3 separate regions of the Mus musculus genome follow, and regions 2 and 3 are each linked to region 1. Evidence: chromatin contacts called from public HiCAR-type and Micro-C data. All regions are on one chromosome and are shown on one strand. The core of a region is the stretch at or near the end of the contact, and the rest is flanking DNA. Distances in the headings are between cores, read along the strand shown.

What was found. A called contact is a pair of places that touch in the nucleus more often than the background predicts. HiCAR-type assays count read pairs that join an accessible place to other places.
Region 2: a HiCAR-type map of astrocytes shows a contact between it and region 1, with 4 times the contacts expected there. The contact joins the promoter of Npffr2 here to the promoter of Cox18 in region 1. A contact is called at or near these places in 6 of 39 promoter capture datasets (cranial neural crest, embryonic stem cells, frontonasal cranial neural crest and 3 more) and 2 of 115 datasets of contacts at active chromatin or transcription factors (astrocytes and bone marrow-derived macrophages).
Region 3: a Micro-C map of embryonic stem cells shows a contact between it and region 1, with 4 times the contacts expected there. The contact joins the promoter of Cxcl3 here to the promoter of Cox18 in region 1. A contact is called at or near these places in 9 of 39 promoter capture datasets (the 3T3-L1 cell line, 3T3-L1-derived adipocytes, the C10 cell line and 3 more), 8 of 484 Hi-C or Micro-C datasets (the Ba/F3 cell line, the G1E-ER4 cell line, embryonic stem cells and 1 more) and 2 of 115 datasets of contacts at active chromatin or transcription factors (embryonic stem cells and pancreatic cancer cells).

Annotation. Positions count from the first base shown.
Region 1 is chr5:90,222,619-90,225,596 of GRCm38.p6, forward strand. It overlaps Cox18 (cytochrome c oxidase assembly protein 18), which reads right to left and starts at 1,378. Exons shown (of 6, transcript NM_001033310.3): 1 at 998-1,378. The coding sequence starts at 1,321.
Region 2 is chr5:89,525,950-89,528,927 of GRCm38.p6, forward strand. It overlaps Npffr2 (neuropeptide FF receptor 2), which reads left to right and starts at 1,480. Exons shown (of 4, transcript NM_133192.3): 1 at 1,480-1,587.
Region 3 is chr5:90,784,666-90,787,643 of GRCm38.p6, forward strand. Cxcl3 (chemokine (C-X-C motif) ligand 3) reads left to right here and starts at 1,436. Exons shown (of 4, transcript NM_203320.3): 1 at 1,436-1,584; 2 at 1,677-1,800; 3 at 1,919-2,002; 4 at 2,768-2,978. The coding sequence starts at 1,506. The coding sequence ends at 2,783.

The DNA of each region.
Region 1 (2,978 bases), core at 128-2,627:
TCCACAATAGACTATATAACCTACAAACCACATAATCCCTTTCCTCCCCCACTCAGCATTTGGTCAGGACAACCAAACTCACAGTTCTAGTCTCTGTTCCCTAGACCATATACAAATGTTGTTTACTGATCACACTTGTAATCGAAAACATTTAAGAAAACTCTATTAGATATTAGTTTGCTTAAAGTATCTTTGACCCCAGATTTAAATTCCTTGCCTGTACATCTATCTGCGTGATCTTGGCAACCATACTGAGTTAAACCAACTGCAACTTCTTGGTTATGGGTACCTGATGTTTTCTGTTTCTGGCTGTGCATAACCTGAAATCCTGATTCCCAGTATGTAGCATATCTAACAGCACCTCCTCCATAGGATTTCGAGTAAATGAAAACTGCATCCTGGTTCTTACTGTTCCATCCCTACATTTCCCAGGAGAGAGAAAACAGCATTCCAGTGTTAACACCTCACTGTGAATGCTTCCTGGCTCAATGCTGCTGCTCCCTTCCTGGCAATCCTCTGTGACTCAAATTAAAATCTTGACTTACCCCACCCCCACCCCCAGGCACAGCCATGGGGGAGGTAACGTTATACCAATTCCACTGAACAGAGTTCCTAAAAAGCCAACTCGAAGTTTCAATCCATCAGATACAGGGTAGTAGGTGGTAGGCCCAGAGGAAGAATTCATGTCTGGAAACTGCTAACTTAGTGATACCTTTCTAGTAATAAAGAGCAGTATCAATAGTGACAAATGATGCTGCAGACTCTTAAAATGTTTATGACCCTAATGTTTCAGGTTCCTCCGTGCCATTTCTTCTGAATATTGGTCTCAACCGAACATTTGGGAGGCACTTGTATTTCGAATAAATACTTGGTAGGTCGGGTGAACTGGAAGGTACTCGAGTCACCAACCATCATTTAACATGCAATGCTAACTAAATTATTTTAGCCTCCATGTTAACACTAGCAGGCAGGCAGCACGGGGACCGACGCCCCTCACCTTAGCCAGGATGTAGTGCTGATAGGCGGCCAGGGGCAGAGTGACAGCACCGCGCAGGGCAACGGTGCTGAGTATGATGTTGCTCCACCAGGGGAGGCCGGTAGCCTCCTGCGCGCCCAGCAGCACTTCCTCCGCGGTGCGCACCGGCGCCGACGCTGCCAGGGCCTCATACCAGCCACCTGGAGAGGCCGCAGACACCGAAGCGGCTGCCCATACCGGAAGGGCTGGGAGCCGCGCGCTGCTCCAGGCGGGCGGTGATCCCGGTGCCGGGAGCCGCAGGGTGGGCAGCGACCTGAGCCACCCGGCACACGACCGGCACAGCATGGTTACACGGAGCGGGCGGCCAACTAGAGCACTAGCACCAGGAGGTTGCGCGCATGCGCGAACCCGAGGCCACGCCTGACCTTCCCAGCCGAAAGCCCTGTCCAGTGTCGCGCTAGAGATGACGTAAGACTCCGCCTTTCCCACGCGGCAATGAGCCGCTTGAGGCTCTCTTAACTCCTTTCCTTGCTGGGGTGGAGTTCAGAGCGGGAACCGGAACTGCAGGGGTAGGCGGGGCGAGCAAACTGCCTTGCTGTTGAGTTTCAGTTTCCACTCAAGGAAATTGTGGCTTGAGTACTTTTTGTGACTCGGCTGTTTCCGCCCAAGGCGCGCAGCATCTATCTCCGTTTTCTCTACGCACTGCTGAAACACCTACTTTGGGAATAGTGTTTCTGGCTCGGTCAGTGTTAAGTCTGCGTCCTTTATCCCCCTAGGCAGCTCTACTTTATAATAAGACCTAAATGTCTTTATCTGTTCCGGTTAGCATTCTGTATTCCTTTATAAACAGAATGCAGAAATGCCGAGTGGTGGCGCACGCCTTTAATCCCAGCACTTGGGAGGCAGAGGCAGGCGAATTTCTGAGTTCGAGGCCAGCCTGGTCTACTGAGTGAGTTCCAGGACAGCCAGGGCTATAAAGAGAAACCCTGTCTCGAAAAACCAAAAAAAAAAAAAGAAAAGAAAAAAACGAAATAAATAAATAAGAAGAAGAATCACCATCATAATAAGGAGCAGGGAAAAATACTATTTTTCATTTTACAAAATGAATTCCATCAACAGCACAATTTTGCTTCAACGGTTAAATGGAATGCACAGGGCTTTTAACAACTGTGTGTTTTTCACATTCGTGTTCCTGTCAACAGAAAATAAATGGAACAACGAAGTGCCCACTCCTAGGGTAGGCCAAAGTGAATTGAGTTTTTAGAAACCTCTCCCATGTTTGGTAAAGCCAAACTGTGGACACTGTCCTCTACTTTATTGAACACCTACCAAAGCTGTCAGATAGCGTATTTTCTGAAACTTGGGTAACCTGCCTTTAGTTCCCATAGCATAATCCCTTTTAAAAACAGCTCACTTATCTCTTGCTAGTTTAAGAAACCACCGTATTTCCATAAAACTGTTAATATCCAGTAGGCCCTTCCAAGATGGCCTTAAGCCAGAGAAGTTACTTAAAAACAACTCCCCCAAGTCCCAACTTACCATACATGAGAACCTAGAATTAATTCTCAACACTGGGAAAGTAGGTAAATTTATTATGTGTAATAAATAAGCCTGTTATTTGTAGATCTATTGTTCACAAACCCTAAACCAAAAATTTCAAGCAGTTATTAAAATCTTTAACAATTTTTTTCTACAGCTACAGGTAACTGACAACCTCTTCTGATAAAACTGCACACCTGCATTCATGTCAAAGTAATGGAAATAAATTTAAAAACTAAACCCATATATTGTTATGTGAACTAAACTTCTTAATACTTATTTTGTGATGTTGCATATATGAGCATATTTAACTTTTTGTCTTCTTAATAATGTGCATATGACGTGTCTGTAAATCTAACACTAACCCTGAGGAGGAAACTCATGTGGTATCAGAGACCACTTGAGAATTCTAAGGATTGGATTGAGGTTATCAGGCATAGCTTTATGCCTCCCCCATAGGCCC
Region 2 (2,978 bases), core at 230-2,729, 700 kb before region 1:
CTCAATTTACTCACAATTGGGATGTAAACACACACACACACACACACACACACACACACAGAGAGAGAGAGAGAGAGAGAGAGAGAGAGAGAGAGAGAGAGAGAGAGAGAGAAAGAGAAACACACACACAGAAATACACACACACACACATACACAGAAATACACACAGGGCATGCAAAGAGAGAGCGATGGGGGGGCAAAGAGGGAGGGAGGAAGGGAGGACTGGAGAGAGAGAGAGAGAGAGAGAGAGAGAGAGAGAGAGAGAGAGAGAGAGAGAGAAGACTATTACTCCCCAACCAAGTATTCCTTTACTGGCAGCCTCTAGTGTGATTGAAACGCCACCCCCATGATCTTGCACAAAAGCCGTGGTGCTTTGTGGATGGAGAATTCCCTATGGCTTCTCATAGCTGTTAGTGTCTTACCCGGACCAGACTCGCATCCTTGATCCCCTTGATCCCCTTGATCGTACCCTTGCCACTCCTTGAAAGAGTCTTTAACTTTTTCATTCACCCTGTGAATCTCTGAATTAATACATCCTATTTTAAGCGTGACTTCTCTTAGTCATTTGCAACTTCGAAGAAATTGTGTTAGCGTCACCGCAGGGCTCTCCTTGTCCCTATTGGTGGCTATGAGAATCCACACTTCCAGAACCTCAGTGAGGTCTTTCAAGCTACGAGGACAAAGAGAGCAGTGGAGGTGAGGATTCATTTGTAATCTAAAATGGAATTCTCGCTGTTATGAGAACTTAACAAAAATCAACGAATGATTAATATGTACCACGACCATTCTGGCATACTTAAGGGTGGCTATCCGTTTAGTTCTTAAAGAACCTACTAAGATTATCACCAGTTGTCTTTTTGCAGCAAAAAGAAACAGACACCTAGAGGATTAAACAAGGCAAGCCTTCCCAGGAGGCAGTAATCAGAGCAGCTTCCCTTCTTTTGCAGCGCAGAGATTCTGAATTCACAAGCTACCCAGCCGCCCCTAAGCAGGCTGAGAGTAGCTGCGCTGTGACTAACCAGCAGCTGACCGACCAGTGCAGTTCTGAGAGTGCAGCAAGAGCGGAGAGTGCAGAGCCCGCCGGCGTCAGCCCCGCTGCAGAGGGAAGTGGCTAGCCAGTCGCACCTAGGTCACCTGGTAGAGCAGAGCCCGCGAACCAGACAGAACCTGTTGCTCAGGCTCCGCTTGGCTTCTGCTTTCAACAGGGTTGGGAATCTGTCCTTGCCCAGGAACAGGTGAGGGCACGGGGGAGACTGCCTGGGCTCTTGGCATGGGTGGGATTTCCCTTCTCAGGGTCACCACTAGTCTCCGTGACATGAATTCTCCGTTTTACTCTTGGCCTTTCCCTAGAGCCTTTTAGGCTCCTTGAGCTCTCTGGATACTATCCCAGGAGCTTTGGTCTGGTCCCAGGCCAAAGTTTATCCTGGGGGTTTCCCTGCGCTGCTCCGCCCCTCCCCCTGGGCGTCTGAGTTCTTCAGAGAGATGGGACCTGGCTAGGATGGCGAATGGCGGTTCTTTCTCATCCTCGAAGTTCCCCAACCTCTCTCCAGGTGAACACTGGCAAACTTGTTGAATCTCCTTAGGAAGGTAAGTGGATCTCCTTGGAGATGCTAACAAAAATGTCCTTCGCAGTTCCTTTGCTTCACCAAGATGATGCTTAGCAGTGGTCTTTCTGGACCAGGCTTGGTTTGTGTGGCTGGGTTCGCCAGGAAAACTATAATGTGCGCAGGACAACACACGGGGCTAAGTGAAGACATTGATGGGATTTCTTTTGTGTCAAATCAGCAAGCAGTGCAGTGCAGTCCTGGGACCTTGAGGGGTCTGGTAATGAAGTAGAGGAAAACACTCTCCTGTAATTAGAACCAAGGCACAAAAATACATTTACTTCTCATTTCTCTCCAGCCAGGATGGCGATATTTCAAACATTCATTTTAAACAATATTAAATATAACGTGAACAATGAAAGGGTTTCTTTTAAATCAAGATATTCAAATTTCTTTGAGCGGAGTATCTGAATTTTCTTTATAGCACATATCTAAGCCATTTGCAATTGATAAGGAGAAAGGATGAACAAATCAATGTGTGAAGAGCTGTGAAGGATATATTTTTGTTTCTTGCTTGAACCAATTGAAAATAAGTTGGGAAAAAGTAATAACATCATAAGTTACAGCTGAATCTGCAACATTTCCATAGAATGCTCAAAGATAAGATTTATCAATAGCACAATTGAGTGGCCACAGCGTGCAAACTTTAAGTTTTCCTCTTAAGAACTGTTGCAAGCCAGGCGTGATGGTGCACGCCTTTAATCCCAGCAGTCAGGAGGCAGAGGCAGGTAGATTTCTGAGTTCGAGGCCAGCCTGGTCTACAAAGTGAGTTCCAGGACAGCCAGGGCTATACAGAGAAACCCTGTCTCGAAAAAAAAAACCAAAAAAAAAAAAAAAAAAAAAAAAGAAAAGAAAAGAAAAGAAAAGAACTGTTGCAGATGCCTGATTTAATAAAATATCGCCATCACTGCACACTTCGTTATCTTGAAAGGCACGTGTTACTATTAAAACTTGGGTGTTATTAACCTGAAATGTGTAGAGTATACAGATTCAAATTCACCAGACACAAATTCACCCTAAGCCAGCAAGCAGTTTGTGCCTGGAGAACTTACTGCAGTGTGCTGCAGTTGTTATTGAACTTGGATTCTGGAGTGGGGTTGGGGAGGCAAGCTTGCAAATGCCTCTGCGTCGCAATAAGGATTTCCAGCTGCATTTCAGACACCGACTAAGAACTTAGTTTCTATAAGCCTCAGAAACCAGCAATTGTTTATTTTGTAGCATGCTTCTTTAATTGAGAGGTGGAATGGATTTTGGGTGAACACTGTCATGCATGTTTGAAAACATTGAATAGTATTAGCAGTCTTAGCAGATTATACCCTGGACAATTCCATGCTTAATATTAATTTGATGATAACAGCTGATTTATTTTCTTTT
Region 3 (2,978 bases), core at 186-2,685, 560 kb after region 1:
ACACACACACACACACACATGCGCGCAAAAGTGTACCTTCCAGTAGAATATACATGGCCATTTCAATTTTTTAGTAAATCTTTGAGTAACTGTTTTAATTTATAACTTTTCAACATTGTTAAATAAGGTGTTGTAATGCCTGTAACACCAGTGCTTGAATGGGTGGCCCAGCAATTCTACCTCAAGTTCAAGGTCATCCTAGACTGTACAGTAAGTTTCAAGCCAGGTTGGATAGAGAGATCCTGCCTCAATCAATCAATCGATCAATCAATCAGTCAGTCAATCAGCCAGCCAACCAACCAATCCTTTAATCATTTTTTTTGAAAAGTCAGCCACACTTACCGTAGCTTGAGAATGGCACGTTTCCACCTCCATAAGTAGCTGGTGCCGTTTGGGTGTGTTTCCTGTGAGGAACTGGAGCCCTGGGGATGGGTAGGGAAGGAAAGGGGAGGCGAAAAGTACTGGGGTACACATACTAGCCTTAACAGTGCACACCTTCTTAGCCTTAGTGTCTAGCGCACTCTCCAGCACACCACCTCACCCTTGACCAAGGTTCTTGTTTGGTGGTGTTCTCTGAGCAGCAGTCACAATCAGGAGTTTCAGATGCTGAGGTTATGGCCTTGACATGAACGCTCTGCTCTAGGGTATGCCTCTCCATCTTAAAGGCAGTTACTAATAGCTTTTGTCAACGAATAAGAAAGAAATCGGAGTGAAAGAAAACCCAGAGAACACACGTTAGATTTTATTTTTCTTTCATGGAAGGAATTATGGCATAGAGGCAGGATCTCTCTCTCTCTCTCTCTCTCTCTCTCTGTGTGTGTGTGTGTGTGTGTGTGTGTTTGTGTGAAAATGTCAAAATACAACAAATCAAACAAATTATTAGGTGTCTAAGTTTCTAGCTTTGAAAGCTCACCGAAAACAACAATAAAGACAGAGGCAGAAAGGATGTATTCACAAGAGGACTGGGTACAAACCTCAGGTCTCCCAGCTCTTTCTGAGCTGCAAAGCCTTCACCCACAACTGTCACTTCATTATTTTTCTCTATTGGCCTCTCGCCACCCAGTGGCGGATTTCTACCTTCAACCTCTTCCCTCTTGCTCCGGTGTTTTGGAGTCTCTGCACCAAAGGTCACCCCACAGGATGTTTCTCCAGCGCAGGCACACTTGCTGTCCTTGGTGGTGGGGTGGGGTGGAATGGGGAGTAGGAAAGGGGGCATTTGAGACAGGACTCATCTCAGGGTCCCACAGTGGGCAAGAAGCGAAGGAAGGGAACCAGTAGCACACGTGTGTCCTCTACACACTCATCAAGAGCCCGGGGGTGGGGCCCTATCTTCCTTCTGAGACAGGGACCTGGAGCTGCGGGGGGAATTTCCCCAGCCCGGGCTCGGGCTCTTCCAGTCATCATGTATAAAAGGGGTTCGCAGGGCCCTGGAGCCCCAGATCTCACCACAGCCCTTCGCACCAGCTCCCGCGCTCCAGACTCCAGCCACACTCCAGCCTAGCGCCATGGCCCCTCCCACCTGCCGGCTCCTCAGTGCTGCACTGGTCCTGCTGCTGCTGCTGGCCACCAACCACCAGGCTACAGGTGGGATTCGGATTCGAGGCTGATGTTTCTGGGGAAGCCTCAGGTGGGCGCAGCCATCCCCAGCCCCTCTGACCCGGTGTCTTCTCCTACAGGGGCTGTTGTGGCCAGTGAGCTGCGCTGTCAGTGCCTGAACACCCTACCAAGGGTTGATTTTGAGACCATCCAGAGCTTGACGGTGACGCCCCCAGGACCCCACTGCACCCAGACAGAAGTCATGTGAGTGTCTCCCTGGATAGCCTCTACCATGGCCAGAATAGCCCAGATGCTCCTGCGGCCCCAAGCTCACCCCAGCAGAACCTCGAGCCTTAATAACGATCCCTACTTCTCTGTGCAGAGCCACTCTCAAGGATGGTCAAGAAGTTTGCCTCAACCCCCAAGGCCCCAGGCTTCAGATAATCATCAAGAAGATACTGAAGAGGTGAGTGGTGCTTTGTTTGCACGTGATAACCCTCATCAGAGTACTGGCTTCTATCTCTCGAGAATCTTATCAGGGAAAGTCACAGAACTACAATAGTGATTATTATCTTTACAATTATAATAATTGTTTTTGATAATTAATTAGCCTACTGTGGTGCCTGAAGGATTTTTCCAGGATCTTTTATCCCTACCTGGAGCCTCTTTCTATCGCATAAGAGGGAGATAGCACTGCTTTTTAGAACATTCTCATCTGCCTTGGCCTCCCAATCCTAGTTAGTTCTAAAAAGCAGGTCCGTGGTGTTTGGAAACAGGTTCTAATTTTTAATATTTAGTGAGGAAAAGCAGAGATTTTGCAGTGGCTCAGTATATATATATATATATATATATATGTGTGTGTGTGTGTGTGTGTGTGTGTGTGTGTGTGTGTGTGTGTGTAATATCAAAACTTTGATTATATATAATCAAAACTTATTATCTATTTCTTTCTGGAAATTTTATCTTGAAACTTAATAAAAAAAAATAGTAGCGCTTCATAAGTTAAGTGAGACCTGGTGTGACAGACAATCTGCTTCAACAGCTTTCGTTTTTTGAGACCCCAGGTCCCCTGTTCATCTCTGTCCTGTAGGAGAGCATCCGCAAGCCTGAGGTGTTTGCTCTGTGGCACAGGCATCACAGGCCAGGGTCCTTAGGGCAGGCTGTCCTCAGAAAACCCAGGAGAATGAAGGATGCTGTGCACCTAATAAAAACATCTTACTTCTCACGACAGCGGCAAGTCCAGCTGAGCCGGGAAAGGAGGAAGCCCCTCACCATGATGAAGGACCTGCATTCTAAATCAGAGAAAAGCGATCCATCCCAACGGTGTCTGGATGTGTCTTTACCTGCTTGTTTTTAACAACTCCTGAGAGTTCATACCTATTTTATTTCACATGTAAAATAACTACGGGTATAATTGCATCTACTTGCAAGATGGCATCTTA